3 separate regions of the Drosophila melanogaster genome follow, and regions 1 and 2 are each linked to region 3. Evidence: chromatin contacts called from public Hi-C data. All regions are on one chromosome and are shown on one strand. Each heading gives the region's core, a stretch centred on a gene start, on an enhancer-like site or on the middle of the called end of the contact. The rest is flanking DNA. Distances are from core to core; before and after follow the strand shown. Region 1 holds the start of CycD (Cyclin D). Region 2 holds the start of SMC3 (Structural maintenance of chromosomes 3). Region 3 holds the start of Dsp1 (Dorsal switch protein 1).

Region 1 (2,928 bases), core at 24-2,523, 420 kb after region 3:
AATTTCAGGGGATTACAGCATCCCTCTGACGGAAAGCGAAGTCGGCGGACGCGAGTGTTCCACTCAACTCTCGTGTGCTGTTTCAAAGTTTTCTCTGAATCCTTAAGCTTTTTCTGGGAAGCGAGCTTTTGTCTGTGTGCCGAGAGTGAGGGTAAATTAATTTGCAACAACTAAGTTAGCAAAATGCGAACCCAATTAAGGATTGTATCATTGAAAGCATTCTCCACGCTGCAGTTTTTCCTAAAAAACAACAAAAAACTGCAGCACCGAAATTAGGACAATGGACATGGAAGTCCATTTTAATCTCGATGTGTACATATATCGGTACATCATTTCTCGGAAGGGATCCACAGGTTACTTTTGTTTATCATTAACCTGGCATTCCTAAGTCGCGAAAGCTTTTTACCCTTTTATCAATATCTTATTAATTATTAAACAAAGCAGCAAAGATTATATCTTTTTTTTACAATTGCTTTTAGAATTTTTTTAGTGAAATTATTTTAGGTTTCTTACATGTCTTACTGTTTGTCATCTAAAACTGTTTAAGTACAACCCTAAAGAAAATAACAGCAGTTCAATGCTTTTTGTAAGCGGTACAGGATCTTTAAGTGCAGCATTCATTTATTTACGACTCTTTCGAACAACCTGCCATTTAATCAACAGGTTCCGGCCATTTAAACGGAATTTAATAAGGGTGTTTTGATCACGATTCAACCTAGTAGGGTGATGCCAGTGAGTTTTGCATTACTGACCATTTTGTCGTGGACCACGATCGTTAAATGTATGACATGCCGAAAGATCGACTGTCAGTACCATCCTTACATGAATGCAGGGTGGCAACGCCCTAGCATATTTTAGTATTTTTGATTTTGCTGGAGTAATTGGAACACTTGAGTGATGTGAAATTCACATCAAGAGTAAGTTCGTAAGATCGTATAACAAAAAGCTTATTTAAGAAAAAAAGTAGTGCAATTAGAAGAACTTTGTTTTTATTATAAGGGTAAGACCCTTTTATAGTCCATCAAACCCATTGATGGATTATAAGTTTTTAATGTTCTAATAACAACCCTAAGTGAAACATATTTCACAAGCAACAAGTTGGAAACGCAATGAGGAGGTTCCCCTTTTCAACGTATTTCGCTTGCCTTTCATTGCAAAGGATAGTACTATACTAATAACCGATGAAGATCGATATGTTTTACTGATCGCAGTGAGCAAGAGATATAACTCCGATGACGGCATGCTGAACTAGTTTTTTTCTGCCATAAGGTGTAACTATCTGGTTCACATAAATGCTTTGTCCACGCCGGTTAAGTGGCAAACGTGTGCAACTTCGAGTATACTTTTTTAATAGTTAATTTACATTACTCCATGAAGTGCTGTGCCGTTTGTATATAACCAGAATTCCGAGAATAGGCGTAAGTGAAAACTTTTGTTCTCGAGCTGATCGTACATAGCCATGCATGTACATGTACATAAGTACATAGTGTGAAATGAACGAGTTATTTCTGAGCAGGTCGAAAAAATATGTAAATAATGTAATGTGCATATGAATAAGTCAAGGTATTAGGGTTATATGCTATACTCTAGTGCTCCCACAGGACTAAACACATATGCCCGCAGTGTGCCCATACTTGAGCAAATACTTGAATTAAATGTGAAAAGAAGGTTGCAACATACATATGTATGTATGTACTTATGTACGATCATTTCCTATTGTACGCAGTGTTCCCATATCGGAGTTACCCAAAGTTCCTGATAAATCGGCACACATAAATGGCTTGAGAGTGCGGCGATCCATAGAATCCATAGCTTTAAACGGAACGTATGGCCGATATAATGGATCTTTTATGCTCGGAAATCATAGTCTACGAATCAGATCCATCATTGTATCGTTTGAACAAACGACAGCAGCAAATGTCCTCACCGGCGATCATTCGGGATCAATCATCGATATGTTCATCCTTGGGGGACGCGGAATCCGATTCCCATCCGGATGCCCAGAACAATGCCGTAGTGTGCAATATGAAGGAGCTGGTGTATATATACGCGTCCGTGGACTCGGCTGCGAAAAATCCAGAACAATTGGAGCCGCCTCCGCCACCTCCACCACCGCCGCCACCACCACCGACAGCGACCCAATCAATCCAAAGTTATCCGCGTTACATCAGCCAGGAGCCACCGACGTCACATTGCCAACGACTCGACGAACGCCTGACCACAACAGCCGATCCACCCGCAACCGACAACGTGAACACTGCCATCGGGGATCCCACATTGTATTCGGATCGGTGTCTGGAGAATTTCCTCAAGGTCGAGGAGAAGCACCACAAAATTCCCGACACGTACTTTAGCATCCAGAAGGATATTACGCCACCGATGCGCAAAATTGTCGCCGAATGGATGATGGAAGTGAGTAATTAAACGAAATGTAGATACAGCATCCAAATCATATCAAGCTAGCCGACTGTGATATACGCATTATTTATAATCTGTTAGAAAATATTACCAAATAGATGGAAGTTTCCAAGAACTTCATTAATTAGTGTTTGTTTTAGTAGTCCTTATCGCACACCCATTACAATATTTTGACTACCCTTTTCGTTCATTAATTGAATACATGTTCACAGGTGTGTGCCGAGGAAAATTGCCAGGAAGAGGTCGTATTACTGGCATTAAATTACATGGATCGATTTCTTTCGAGCAAATCAGTACGCAAGACCCAGCTACAAATTTTGGCCGCAGCTTGCCTCTTACTGGCTTCAAAGCTCCGTGAACCCAGCTGTCGTGCTCTTTCGGTGGATCTACTCGTTGTTTACACGGACAACAGCATCTACAAGGATGATTTGATTGTAAGTACCTTTCTCGTAATACAATACCTTTCGGTGAACATGCGGTTTCATTTCATTCCCAAGAAATGGGAGCTGT
Region 2 (2,810 bases), core at 164-2,663, 260 kb before region 3:
TGTTCAGGGTAGAAAGTATTGACGGTGACGCACATGATCCATTTACGCCGGTAAACCAAGAGTTTTGCGCACCAGCCGTCGGGCGATGGCGTTGAACTCATCCCTCTGTTCGCGCCACATAATTGCTGCATCCACATTAGCGCCGCTCTCATCGTTGGGTTCTGTGGGCAAAAATGAACGACATCAGTTTGAACTTAAGGAATGAACAAGTGAAGTGAACTATCGGCATGATCAACCATATAATCTAGTGAACAAATGAACTTGGAAGTAGATACCCCCGTTGGAATTGCCCTTAAGACTTTATTGTGACTTTTTTCTTACCCGCCAGCATGCTGACCACACTAAGCAAAATCTTCTCCACGCTCTGGACAGGACTCCAGCGCTCCGCGGATAGCTCGTAGCCCATGGGATCGTCGCCGGGTGCGTGTAGTATTGATATGCAGACCCGCCCGTCGGCGAATATGTTGGGATGGAACATGTCACAAGTGAATTTCATTTTAGGCGGACTCAGAGGATAGTCGGTCGGAAAGATGAGCCGGGCAGGAAACACTCCGCCCTCGAAACAAGTGCCCTCAGGTCCGCTGCAAAGGGCAAAGTGCAATTAATGGGTTAATCTGTCCACATCTGTCCGATCCGTGTCGATCGTTCGGGGATCTTAACTCACGCAATCAGTGCCTCCCACTCGAAGAAGTTGTCCTCGCTGATGGGGCCGGCCACAATGCCCTCGGGCGGGTCAAGTGTTAACTCTGGAGATGATCGGAGCGGTGGTAAGGGAAAGCTGTTGCTGCCCTGTGGACTTTCGACTCACGTTTGTATTCCGCCATCAGGCGGCGCAGTGCGGACCCAGCCATCCTAAATGCGCTCGATGGTAATGATGATGGTTCAGTTCACGGGCTCCTTCTCCCCACTGTGACCACTTCCTTTGAGTTTCCTTCAGCTGCTTCTCCGTTTCCTGTCCACCTGCTCCTGCACCTGCTACACCCGAATGGGGTCCTTGCTTGTTTTGGCGGCAATCGCGAACTTTCCAGATCCTCGGGCACGGGTCAAAATACAGACACGTCGTAATATAATAAACACAAACGGTGTTCCGTGTTTATTTATATCGAATGAATCGAGTGGCTTTCTATAAAAATATATCTGTACTGAGTGAATTTAACAAGAGTAATCGATTCGATTCGATAACGTCGGCTATCGTTGTTTTAGTATTTCACACCTTCAAACTACCTTATTAAATTAATTATTTGTTTGCTTCTTAAACCATTATTGATGGACACTTTTAGTTGTAAAATTTAAAATTATTTTTTTGTTTTATATCATTTGAATTTTTGGTTCGATTGCAAGCCAGTGTTTTTCAAAGTTGGGATATCGATGACATCGATAGTGAAACGCAAACATCGATAAGTCGCTGCCCGAGTCGATATTATTTATGTATTTGTTGTAAAACAAAAAGAGCGCGATTTTGTGCAAAAAATCGCATATAATAAGATGCACATCAAGCAGGTGAGTGTTGAAATGACGGCCATGCTCCTGGCCACCCATTGGACACCGAAGATCTGAAATCCACCCGTTAATTCCAGATTATTATACAAGGCTTCAAGAGTTACAAGGACCAGACGGTGGTGGAACCATTCGACAAGCGCCATAACGTTGTTGTTGGACGTAATGGCTCCGGGAAGAGCAACTTCTTCTACGGTTAGTATCAGCTCCAGCCTGCCTGTTCAGCTAACCATATTTAATCGACCCTAATGCTATCCCATCCACTTTGCAGCCATCCAGTTTGTGCTAAGCGATGAGTTCACCCACTTGCGGCCGGAGCAGCGTCAGTCGCTTCTGCACGAGGGAACAGGTGCCCGCGTCATCTCCGCCTATGTGGAGATCATCTTCGACAACTCGGACAACCGAGTTCCAGTGAGTAGTCAAACCAAGTGACCCAGAAAACATAGTCTTTGCAAGAACTCTACTGCCTTGGAAGATGTAGTCAATGGTTGTAACATATCGCTCAAAATCCTCTAAAGCAACCCGCTCATAGCATCTTCTCATAATATTCAAACTTATAGGCAAACATTTCTAGCCACTTCATAACTGACGCTACGCTTATTTTGTAGATCGACAAAGAAGAGATCTTTCTGCGGCGCGTGATTGGCGCCAAAAAGGACCAGTACTTCCTCAACAAGAAGGTGGTGCCGCGCAATGAGGTGGTCAATCTGCTGGAATCGGCTGGTTTTTCCAGTTCAAATCCCTACTACATTGTCAAGCAGGGCAAAATCAATCAGATGGCAACTGCCGCCGATTCCTATCGTCTCAAGCTGCTACGCGAAGTCGCGGGAACGCGTGTTTACGACGAACGGAAGGAGGAGTCGTTAAATCTATTGCGCGAGACGGACAGCAAGGTGGAGAAAATCAGCGAGTACCTAAAGACCATCGAGGATCGGCTCCAGACGCTCGAAGAGGAGAAGGAAGAGCTAAAGGAGTACCAGAAGTGGGACAAGACGCGCCGCACGCTAGAGTATATACGCTACGAAACCGAGCTGAAGGACACCAAGAAGGCTCTCGACGAGCTCCAGCTGCAGCGCAAGTCGTCCTCGGACAAAAAGAAGATCTACAACATTGAGATTCAGAAGGCACAAGAGAAGATCAAGGATGTGCAAAAGAACCTTAAAGAGGCAAAGAAGAAAGTGCAGAGCACAAAGGAGGAGCGCTCCGTACTGATGACGGAGCAGCAACAGTTACTGCGCGAGAAAACGAAACTAGACCTAACCATTGTCGATCTAAATGACGAGGTTCAGGGCGACAACAAGTCCAAGGAGCGG
Region 3 (2,700 bases), core at 34-2,533:
AATAAGAAAAATGGCGGACTTGGATGCGCACGCAAAATACAATTTTGATTGTACAGCGTCGCTTTTTTGTTTGTATGCATACTTGCACATACATAGGCGTACACTTTTTGCATTTAGTAACATGCCGATTTACTTAATAACTAAAAACAAAAGCGAGACGCAATGGATGTACAAGCGCTTGCATGTACATACGTATGTAAGTATGTATGCAGCATATATATTCACAAAAAGTTTCCACTGCGGCTGAGAAAAGGCAATCAGGTGCCGAAATATCCAAATAAATAATAAATAAATAGGTGCCTGGCTTTTTTGTTAATTATACATTGTCGTTTGGCGGGAAAATGATTAAAACGCGGCAACCTATACATAAACGCGCCCATGATTGTATGTGTGTTGTGCCATGAGTGTATATAAATGTGTGTTTGTGTGTGCGTGCGTGTGTGTTTTAAATAAAACGCCGTATACCTGCACACAAGCTTACCTGTATTTGATGAAAGTGTTCCATAACTGTGAGATTTCGGATCTAGTCCGAATGTTTCAATCGTGGATTGGCTTTATACTGGGATTTCCGTTCTATATCTTTCACTTTTATTCCTAAATGGTTAAAGCATATATATTTAGTTTTAGCACAAGTACGTATGTATGTAATACGCACACCAACGCAAATTGGAGTCGAGTCTTAAGCCAGTTTTTTTGTCTGTTTTCCTTTTTTTAATACTGTTCTACGCAGTTTGTTGTACGTCGTATTGTATTGATTATTGCATGTATGTATGCATGTACGGCCACAAACGCGAATGTATGATGCACGTTACAAGGAAAAAAAGGAACACGGCACAAGCCAAAACTTCGAAATGAAATTCGAAAATTTAAGAATTTCACAATGCACGTTGTTTTTTTGTACTTCTTTTTTTTTGTCTAGGCCTTTTTCGCTTATTTGTTGTTTGATTTTATTTGTTTTTTTGGTTGGGAAAACGCGAAACGCGGGCGGCTTTGCGGATTTGTTTTGTCGTTTGTATTTAGCTTGTAAAAAATAAACAAACAGCGCTGCATACGCTGAGTTTATTGTATCGTATCGTATCGCTTGTGTTTTGTTGGTGTGGTATGGTATATATGCTATACAGTACACAGTACACAGCACACAGTATGGTATCGTATCAATGCGAATGCGGAAAATACAATATATGAGGTTGGTTCGCGCGCCGCTCGTACCAACAACGAATGAATTGAATTGAATTGCCGTCTCTGCCTTACCTTCTCACTGTGCTTCCAAATCCAAACGGGCGGATAAATGTGTATGCGTTGCGTTGCGTTGGACTGTGTGCGCAATTCTTTGCTGGTGTGCGTGTGTGCGGGAGAGCGAGAGCGCGAAGAGAGTCGTTATAGTCATTTTGTTGGTAGAATTAGTGTTGCTGAGAGAGCGCTCAGTGTCATATACATACATATGTACATACACGTGGTGGAGGGAAAAGGCCTTATAAAACTTTTTGGCCTGTTACTTTCATACAAACATACGATCACGGGTATGTACATAAACGCTGGCGTGCCAAACATACAAACTATGGAGTGTGTGGAGTGTGGGAAAAATACAGAACTGTATGTATGCATATGTACATTACACAGTTCTTAGGGCCAAAATTTATTTTAAACATACATATCTTATTTTTAACTGCCAGCTACATTCGTTAATGCGACGAATTCTACAAAACCGATATGCATCAATGCAAACACATTGATACATAGCCAAGCATATACAACTGTGCTCATGCTAATAGTAGTGCATATGACCGCCACTTTCTAAATTGATGATTTTATATGAATGCTATGTTCAATTTGTCAAGCGGTTTTTCAGAATGAATAAGTTCATATTAATTACTGAAATTATATGTTTTGTTAAAGAGCAGTGCAGGTACAAAAAGCCATTTGTAACTGCTTTGCTTGTTTTGCGACACAGAAGACGAAGCGAAAAAAAAAATTAATTAACAAAAGGGAATACGGAAAAAAACCGTTTGATGCCTTTCAGTGCTATTTCCACGAACGCAGCTGTATGTACATACGTGTGGAACACACAAACATATGTACATCGCAGCGACCCGCTACATACACATACACATTTTCATTTTGTGTGTTCCCGTCTGACTGTACTTTCAATTCGAATTCGAAAGAGAAAAAAATGTTCTCTTATGTTTTAAAACAAATTCTCCCTCAATTCTCTCTGTCATACAGAGAGAAGGAGTAATGCATGTGTGTATGTTTGTAATGTATGAGGTCACAAAAATCCAAAAAAAAAAATAAAATCTCAATTATATTGGCCATTAAAATTATTTATTAATTTTTCCATACTATACTTAAGATTTTCGCTTTAAAATTTATTTGCGGTTTTTTAAATTATTTGTTTAAATCGATTATTTATATATGTATATTTTAATATTTATTGACTTCGAAATACTTTAAAATACCAGCCCTGTTCTGGTTTCTTCGAATTAAAACAATATAAATTATTTTAAATGGTGAAATTAATTTCGTTCTAAAAAATTCAGGTATATTTATTTCTTAGGGAAATAAAGTATTATTTGCTGCTAGTTTTATTATGTTAAAAAAAGGTATAGACAAATTAGTAGATGTGTAATTTTGGTAAAGGGTGTGAACCATATCAAATGTTAATACATGTAATATAGTTATATTATAGCAAATATATTAAAA

Evidence for each region. A called contact is a pair of places that touch in the nucleus more often than the background predicts.
Region 1: a contact with region 3 is called in a Hi-C map of the Kc167 cell line, with 2.1 times the contacts expected there. The contact joins the promoter of CycD here to the promoter of Dsp1 in region 3. A contact is called at or near these places in 2 of 107 Hi-C or Micro-C datasets (the Kc167 cell line and embryonic neurons).
Region 2: a contact with region 3 is called in a Hi-C map of the Kc167 cell line, with 2.1 times the contacts expected there. The contact joins the promoter of SMC3 here to the promoter of Dsp1 in region 3. A contact is called at or near these places in 3 of 107 Hi-C or Micro-C datasets (the Kc167 cell line and embryo).

The regions. Positions count from the first base shown.
Region 1 is chrX:15,908,021-15,910,948 of dm6, reverse strand. CycD (Cyclin D) reads left to right here and starts at 1,273. Exons shown (of 5, transcript NM_167473.2): 1 at 1,273-2,412; 2 at 2,631-2,852; 3 at 2,916-2,928. The coding sequence starts at 1,840. It overlaps Lrp4 (LDL receptor related protein 4), which reads right to left and starts at 79. Exons shown (of 14, transcript NM_001169298.2): 1 at 1-79.
Region 2 is chrX:16,592,042-16,594,851 of dm6, reverse strand. It overlaps SMC3 (Structural maintenance of chromosomes 3), which reads left to right and starts at 1,413. Exons shown (of 5, transcript NM_078650.3): 1 at 1,413-1,500; 2 at 1,578-1,692; 3 at 1,769-1,908; 4 at 2,106-2,810. The coding sequence starts at 1,486. Ubc7 (Ubiquitin conjugating enzyme 7) reads right to left here and starts at 1,175. Exons shown (of 4, transcript NM_001298405.1): 1 at 809-1,175; 2 at 665-746; 3 at 322-581; 4 at 1-161. The coding sequence starts at 851. The coding sequence ends at 43.
Region 3 is chrX:16,332,195-16,334,894 of dm6, reverse strand. It overlaps Dsp1 (Dorsal switch protein 1), which reads right to left and starts at 1,283. Exons shown (of 7, transcript NM_206762.3): 1 at 1,132-1,283; 2 at 482-594. The coding sequence starts at 505. It overlaps CG9921, which reads left to right and starts at 1,295. Exons shown (of 3, transcript NM_001272680.2): 1 at 1,295-1,520.